2 separate regions of the Oryctolagus cuniculus genome follow, and region 1 is linked to region 2. The links are chromatin contacts, called in public Micro-C maps. All regions are on one chromosome and are shown on one strand. The core of a region is the stretch at or near the end of the contact, and the rest is flanking DNA. Distances in the headings are between cores, read along the strand shown. Region 1 has its middle 30 kb from the start of FAT2. Region 2 holds the start of SLC36A1 (solute carrier family 36 member 1).

Evidence for each region. A called contact is a pair of places that touch in the nucleus more often than the background predicts.
Region 1: a contact with region 2 is called in a Micro-C map of ear pinna, with 5 times the contacts expected there. The contact joins the enhancer-like site here to the promoter of SLC36A1 in region 2. A contact is called at or near these places in 4 of 6 Hi-C or Micro-C datasets (ear pinna, psoas muscle, skin fibroblasts and 1 more).

Annotation. Positions count from the first base shown.
Region 1 is chr6:38,643,956-38,647,982 of mOryCun1.1, forward strand. No RefSeq gene overlaps it. Among named protein-coding and RNA genes, the nearest start is that of FAT2, 30 kb to the left of the region's middle. Within about 2 kb of position 1,771, at least 2 of the 8 cell types and tissues checked have an H3K27ac peak or open chromatin away from gene starts, as enhancers often do. A contact at or near this core is called in ear pinna, where this site is marked.
Region 2 is chr6:38,455,473-38,459,613 of mOryCun1.1, forward strand. It overlaps SLC36A1 (solute carrier family 36 member 1), which reads left to right and starts at 1,952. Exons shown (of 11, transcript NM_001082183.1): 1 at 1,952-2,058.

The DNA of each region.
Region 1 (4,027 bases), core at 521-3,020, 190 kb after region 2:
CTGCCCATCTCCCGCAAAAACTTCCCTGGACTGTCCCAAAGTTTGTACTCAGGAAGGCCCCTGCTCCACACTGGGAAGTGGGTGGCTCTCCCCACTCTTCTAAGCAAGTGTTGATGTGGCCTTCAGTCCACCTGCAATGCAAGTCCCCAAAATATACCTCAGCCCTAAAAGTATTTGCAATGCAATATTTGAATTAGAGCAAATAGAACAATGAATATTCATATCATCATTAACTGCTTTTAAGAAATTTTCCATTTCTCCACATTCACTTCCGTTAGGAACACTATAGGTCAGTGCTTTTCAGAAGTGCAGACTATAGGGCTGGCATTGTGGTGCAGTGGGTTGGGCCTATGACTGGCATCCCATACGAGTGCTGTTTCAAATCCTGATTCCCAGCTGCTCCACTTCTTATCCAGCTCCCTGCTAATGCACCTGGGAGAGCAGTAGGTACCTGCCACCCTCATGGAATTCTAGGCTCCTGGCATCGGCCTGGCCCAGCCCAGCTGTTGCAGCCATTTAGGGAATGAAGAAGTGGATGGAGGAGCTTTCTCTCTCTCTGTCTCTCTCCCTCTCTCTGTAACTCTTTCAAATAAATAAATAAATCTTCAGAAAAAGGCAGATTCCAGGGGCCTGCCCTGGACCTATTCCATCTAGAAGTAGACCTGGGAATCTGCCTTCTAAATATCCCTTCCCATCCTCACCCCAAACCCATGAGTCTTAGGCTCAGTGAAGACTGGCAGGTGCCAGTTAGAATCGGTCCCACGCAAGCAGTTTCCCTTTCTTCCTTGTAACTAACCCAGAAGCCTCAGTCTTCGCTGTGCATCAGAATCACCTGGGAAATGTTGAGAAATGCAGATGCCAGGCCCCTCTCCAACCTAACAGACCCGACCAGGGCAAGCTGGCTGGGCTTTGGTCTCAATCACTAACATCTTGCAGGTGGTTTTCTGTGGGAGCAGGCGCTGCGAGAGGACCCCCTTTCCTCCCTCTGTGTGACCCACCCCTGCCCCTGGTGATTGTCAAAGGCAGGGTTCACATGTCCTGCCACCGGCTGTCTCCCAGAACAGTGTCAGCAGGCACCTCCCATGCCCGTGCTCAGTGAAGACACTGAGTGGTCAGGTCTAAGGAGGAGGAGGCCCTGCAGTGTCGCCTGTGCAAACTGAGCTCAGGCATCCACTCAGCACGTGGGCTTGGAGGTAGGATTGCCACATATGGGGAGGAGAGGACAGTACACCAGGTGAAATTTGAAGTTCAGGCACTGCACATACTCAGCACATTATTTTTTGGTAGCAGTATGTCTTAAATATTGCATGGGATATACTTACACTAAAGGAAATTATTTGTTATCTATTTGAAGTTGGAATGTAACTGGGAGGCGTGGGCTTTATCTGGCAGCCCTACTTGGGGGAGTATCTCCCGCTTCTCCCAGTCTCAGTTTCCACATTTGGGAAATGAGAGCGCCCAGACTGGATGAGCTCTGTGGCGCCTTAGACTTGCTGAGACCGGAAGCGGCACCCCACAGCTCTGGGAGCCTTTCTCTGCAGTCCCACCAGGGGGCGCCCTGATCCTCCTCACCGCCTCGCGGGCGGATGACTCAGCAAGGAGGCGGTGTGGTCCCGCGGGCTCTGGGGGCCCGTCTGGAAACCGGGTTGTGAGGCCTAGGAGGGCCCAAGTTTGCTGGTCTCTAGGACAACTTGTTCAGGACAGGAGAGGATATCTCGGAGTCTCTCAAGATGGCCTTATCTCAGCCAGCTCCCCTCCCCTGCCATTTAAAGAGGCGACTGCTGCCCAGAGCAGTCACTTGTCCCAGCTCACACAGCTGTCCTGGAAACCAGACTCCTAACCCTCTGTCCAGTGCCCCTTTGCCTCTGTAGGGTGTCCTTGCTTTCTGTTTCTAGCAGGACATGTTTAATCCTTGCAGTCCTGTAGCCGAAACCAGTGCAGACGCGAGTCTACCCGGTACTGCCTAACAGAACCCAGACGCACGTGCCGGAGAGGGGAAGGAGCCGGGCTCTCACGTTTGCGCTGGGAGTTACAGACCACCGTGGCGGCGATGCGGGGATGATGGTGACAGGGCTGGTGACTTACTGCCTTCTCTATGCTGTACCCAACTAGCAAGGCAGGAACCATCACCCGCAGGATTTTACAGCAGTGAACTCAGAGCGTTGGGTCGTTTGGCTCAACGAAGCTCCCTGCAGTCAGCCGCACTTGCAAGGGAGGAAGCTGCCATTCTCTGGCCCCTTTGAGCCTAGTACCCCTGTTTCCCGCAGGCCTGCCCAACAACTCCTGCTGCACAGATGGTTTCAGGGCTGAGGTCACCTCCCAAAGAGCCACATCCCCGTGTGACAGAGAGGGCTGCCTGCTGCTTCTGCCCAGCAGGTGGTGTTAGGAGAGTTACACTGAATTCAGCTTAACTCTGTTCTCCTTGGAACTTTCTGATCATCGAAGAGAACGTCTTAAACAGCGTTCTACAAGCAGGGGCACATTTGCAAGTACATTACAGTTTTTCACTGCATTTGTATTTCTATCACATTGATCTTCATGGTATATGCTATTGATTTTCCATGTGCGGTACTGATACAATTTCTTCTAAAAGTTACGGTTGTTTAGTTTGGTTTGTTTCTTGAGGAGGATAGGGAAGCACTGGTTTAGGGATTTTCAAGTCTGAGGGCCTTGTTAACGCAGCTGATGGCTTTCGCCCAAGCCAGCAGCCCTGCCCTCCCCTTCCACAGCCCTGGACTGATTCATTTCTTCCTGTCTCTTGGAAGCTGGCTTTTTCTTGAAAACTCCTAGCAGCTCCCTATAGGGAGGTACCTGGATAGGGGGAAGAAAAATCCAGGTTCCTGTCCCACCTTTTCCACGGCCTCATCGTGTGGCCACGTTACCCCACCTCCCTGAACCTCAGAAAGTCTGCGGCAGATCTGTGGTGGTCTCTGGTGCTGGGCATTCCGTGGCTGACCGGTCCCTGGCTGGCCAAGGCCCAAGACTACACACTGCAGTCCGCAGGACCCATGTCCCATGTTCCACCCTCCCCACAGGGGCACTGGTTCCTGTCGTTTTCCACGATAGCTCCCTGCTTTCCTTCCTTCACAGCACAGCACGTTCCTACCTGGAACGGTATTCTGCGCTTCTATACTGTATGCCTCCCGAGAAGGAAGGAGAGCCCCCTTCCTGGGGCACTGCAGGAAGAAGGTGCCTAACACATTCTGACCCCCTGGTAAATGCCGAACAATGAGCGCTCAAGCCAGTGCCGAACCTGATTTAACCTGTGCCTGCCCAGAGATTGTGAGACCAGGGTTAGGCTTGCATCTCAAATGTCCAGGACCAAACTGGCCAAGCTCTTTCCACCCCTCTCCTTTCCATGATGTAGAAAACAACACCAGGACAGTCAGATTTTTTTAGGAGCTTGTATTATTTTAATAATCTCAAAATGCAAGGCCACTGCTAGATGTTGACACCTGCAGACCCAGTGATGTGGCCCCCAGCCAGTGAGAACACTCCCTGGGCCTGTTTCTCCATTGCAAGGTGTCAGAAGAGCAGCCTGAAAATGTCACACTAGCAAGACCAACAGGCTGAGCTTTGAAAGTGCTCTGGGGGCCGGCGCTGTGGTGTGATGGGTTAATGCCCTGGCCTGAAGCGCCAGCATCCCATGTGGGCGCCGGTTCGAGACCCGACTGCTCCACTTCTGGTCCAGCTCTCTGCTGTGGCCTGGGAGGGCAGTAGAAAATGGCCCAAGTCCTTGGGCCCCTGCACCCAAATGGGAGGCCCCGAAGAAGCCTCCTGGCTTCAGATCGGCATGGCTCCAGTCACTGTGATCAATTGGGGAGTGAACCTTTGGATGGAAGACCTCTCTCTGCCTCTCCTCTCTCTGTGTAACTCTTTCAAGTGGATAGATTAAAAAAAAAAAAAAAAGTGCTCCGTGAACTTAGGATGATCTGAGATAGCACCAATAGAACTTTCTATGATGATGAAAACATTCTAGGGGTCAATGTTTTGGCACAGCAGGTAAAGCTTCTGCCTGCAAAGCTGG
Region 2 (4,141 bases), core at 702-3,201:
GATAAACTTAGTATATACTGAGTAAAGATTTCAACAGTTTGCACCCACACAGACATACAAAGTATAAAGTACTGTTTGAATACTAGTTTTACCATTAATTCGCATAGTACAACACATTAAGGACAGAGATCCTATATGGGGAGTAAGTGCACAGTGAATCCCGTTGTTGATTTAACAATTGACACTCTTATTTCTGACATCAGGAATCACCCGAGGCTCTTGTCATGAGCTGCCAAGGCTATGGAAACCTCTTGAGTTCACAAACTCCGACCTTATTTAGACAAGGCCATAATCAAAGTGGAAGTTCTCTCCTCCCTTCAGAGAAAGGTACCTCCTTCTTTGATGGCCCGTTCTTTCTGCTGGCATTTTTTTTTTTTTTTTGCCGCAGTGTCATGGCTTTCCATGCCTTTGAGCCAAATCCTTCTGAATGCCTTAAGGGGCATTTAGTTTTAAGATATAAGCTTCCCTTTAAAACAACTTCTGCTGCACCCCATAGGATTTGGTATGCTACATTTCTGTTGTTTGTCTGAAGATATTTTAAAATTTCTCTTTCGATTTCTTCTTTGGCCAAGTGGCTGACCAGGAACACGTTGCCTGATTTTCACATATCTGTGGATTTTCCAAGATTCCTCATGTTATTGATTCCTAGTTTCATGCTGTTGTGGTCTGAAACAATACTAGATACTATTTATTTATTTATTTTTTTGACAGGCAGAGTGGACAGTGAGAGAGAGAGACAGAGAGAAAGGTCTTCCTTTGCCGTTGGTTCACCCTCCAATGGCCGCCGCGGCTGCGCACTGCGACCGGCGCATTGCGCTGATCCGATGGCAGGAGCCAGGTACTTCTCCTGGTCTCCCATGGGGTGCAGGGCCCAAGCACTTGGGCCATCCTCCACTGCACTCCCTGACCTCAGCAGAGAGCTGGCCTGGAAGAGGGGCAACCGGGATAGAATCCGGCGCCCCGACCGGGACTAGAACCTGGTGTACCGGCACCGCAAGGTGGAGGATTAGCCTAGTGAGCCGCAGCGCCGGCCTAGATATTATTTCAATGTTCTTAGATTTCTAAAGACTTTTTTTGTGGCCTAGTGTATAGTCTATCTTGGAGAACGTTCCTTAAGAAAGCTCTGTATATGTCCATTAGACCCATTTGGTCAAAAATGCAATTCAAAGCCAGGATTTCCTTATTAATTTTCTGTCTGGTCTACCCATTGTTGAAAGCGGGGCATTGAATTCCTCTCCTGTTACCATACTGCTGCCTATTTCTCCCTCCGTATTCATTATTATGTACTTATTTAAGTGCTCCAGTGTTTGGCGCATATATTTACAATTATTATGTCCTCTGATAAATTGACCCTTTTGTCATTAAGTAATGAACTTCTTTTCTCTTGTGGCAGGTTTTGACCTGAAGGCTATTTGTTACATATTTTGTAAAGAAAAATCTGCAAACAGGAGGAGGGAAGAGGAGAAACCTAGATAATAATACCTTTCAAACATGCTGAGACGTTGCCATCCATTTTTAAACGTCACTTTAAAAATCTAAATATGTAAAAGATAATGTTACCCGACCACACAGTCCCATTTCCAGTAGCTGCTACAGGTGAGACTTTGTGCATCTAGAAACGTGACTAGGGAATGTTTAAAAAGCTGTTTTATCTCTTGATTAGAAACGCGATACGTGTTCGTTGAGATGTGTTAAAAATTAGCAGTCTTTCACAAGCCCACAACCGGAGAAAGGGTGTTCTTTCCAGAACTCATCCGCGTTCCAAGATCCACGCCTTCCTGCCAGAGCCAGCCCCCCGCCCCCAGGAGCAGGGTCCTTGCTGCAACGGCAGCAGTAGGTCGCCAGGGGGTGCTATAGGGAAGAACTCCTGAGCACCGGGAGCGAAGAGCAGCACTGAACACGTGACTTTGGCCTCCGGCTGGGGTGCCTTAGTCACGTGACAGGGTCCGGAAGCAGCTGCCCGGCTGCTAAGGAGGATGGTGAGGGGTCGGCGCTGAGGCAGGGAGGTGGGCTGCGCCGACGCCGGCCGGAGCCCGGGCTGGAGCCGGAATCCGAGCGGTGAGTTCCTGCGCAGGCCTGCTCTGGCTGGCCGCGGTCACCGCCTTCTGCAGGGCCCACCTCGTCCTCCGCTCGGGGGAAGCAGATGCTGTCGGTCAGTGGGTGGACACGCCTGAGCTGCGGGTCCGCGGAGCGGCTCCCTGGTTGCCGGCTCGGAGCTGCGATTCCAGGCGATGTGGAGATCCCTTGTCCGCCGCGCTGTTTCTCCTGACCCTGTGGGGTTGAGGGTCTCCCGAGCTGTTTGACAGGTTGGGAAACGGAGGTCTCAGAATGGGGAGGCGCCTCCCCATGACCCAGCTTGGGCTTCTCCACGCTCGCAAAAGGACTTGGCGACCCCGGGCCGGTCCCTCCCCGCTGCGGGAGCCCCGTGCCCGGCTTGCTGATTAAGAGACTTTGGGGCACAGAGTGCCGGAGCCCCAGACCCTGAAGGTCATCCGTGCCCCCAGCACAGTTGGGGAAGCCGGGGCTCGAGGGTTCGGGTGAGCCCGGCGGCTCGCAGCCGCACCTCGCTCCCGCCGCTGGTTGGTGCTTTTCCGCACACCGCCTCCTGCAGGGAACTTGTCCGCTGGATGGAGCTCCCTTTCCCGTCCCTTTTCTCTGGCAGCTCTCTGCCTCCTCCACTGGTTGAAGTGGCCCCGGGGTGTGGTTGCCTGTTTGCTCCTGATGTTTCTGCAAACTCATCATTCTGTAGGTCCGTTTTCTAACCGAGCTGCAATTTTGTGCAAATCGTACCGGGATATGGAATGTGAACCGGAGGATGATGCTGGGAGGCTGTGGTGGCTCGGCTGAGATTGAGAAGAGCTTGGCAGTAACTTGCAGAGTGGGAAAGCCTTGGCCTTATTTTGCCTGGAACTTGTTAGATTTGAGCAACACTGGTGGTTTGCGAGGATGCTGAAATAAAATAGCAGCATGGCGTGGTGGAAAGAACTGGGACAGGAGCACTGGGAGACTGGTCCGCATCGGCCACGGTGGGCTCCCATCCTCACCTGCGTTTCGGTTTCTGTCTGTATCATGATGAGGCTGAGGCCTCCGGGGCCCCTCCTGGCCTGTCATTCTCTGTATCTAGGTCTGGTATTTTTTTTTTTTTTCTCCTCAGAAATTATTTCCTTCCTGTGTACTCTAACTAACCTTGTAACAGGACTTAACTAATCCAGTTGTCCAGGAAGCTGTTTCCTCTAAATTTATTCCCAAGTTGCTATGGAAACCCTCTCCCCTCTCCATCTTTGTGTTTTGTCCCAGTGAACTACTGAGAGCCCAAGCTGATTTTCACCGTCTTTATTATTTTGAACGTGATCAGGGCCCTCTTAAAGGTGCCTTTTGTCTGGAGCCTGGTTTGCAGTAGTTAACAAACCTGCACATTTAGAACGTGTTTTCTTGAAAGATGTTCCCAAGAAGTAAGGGAACAAAAAAGGCAGGTGTTTCAGTCTGAGCGTGAGCCTGCGGTGAGAGCCGTAAGCAGTGATGTGCTAAGTCTCACCCTTTGTTTCCAGATCTTTTAGATCATGTCATTTATAGCTGCCTGTTCCTGGCTCTTCATTTTCCCTTGAAATCCTGTGGCTGTGCCTTCAACCCCATTCCCGTGGCAGCTGTGGGTATCCAGAGTGTGCCTCTTCCAATGGTTGTATCAGGAGGCGGATTCCTTTTATTCTGTAGTATTCCAGGGACTACAACTAGGACCAATGGGTGGAAGTACAAGTGAGGGACTTTCTTGTGTGAACTTGGAACTTTGAAAGGAATGGTTGTCTCCCATATTGGAGCACTGAGCACCGAGCTTCCTGCTACTGGAAGTGGCTGTCACTGTGCAGTTATTTGTGGGGCTGTTGTAGATGACAGTACTGTACTGGGTAAACAGCTGGACCAGATACAGTTTAACTTTTCTTCCAATTCAGAGGTTTTGTGAAGTTCTAGGACTGGGCTTGTTAACATGTGGGACATGAAGGAGAGTGGGTAGAGAGGGACACTTGTAAGACTGTAATTTCCCCTGCCTCTGATCTCACATCACCATTCTCATGTTCAGTACTCCATCTTTTTCTTTCTCATGAGTGTCTCAGTTGTTTTTCTTTGCTTTTTGAAAGGCAGAGAG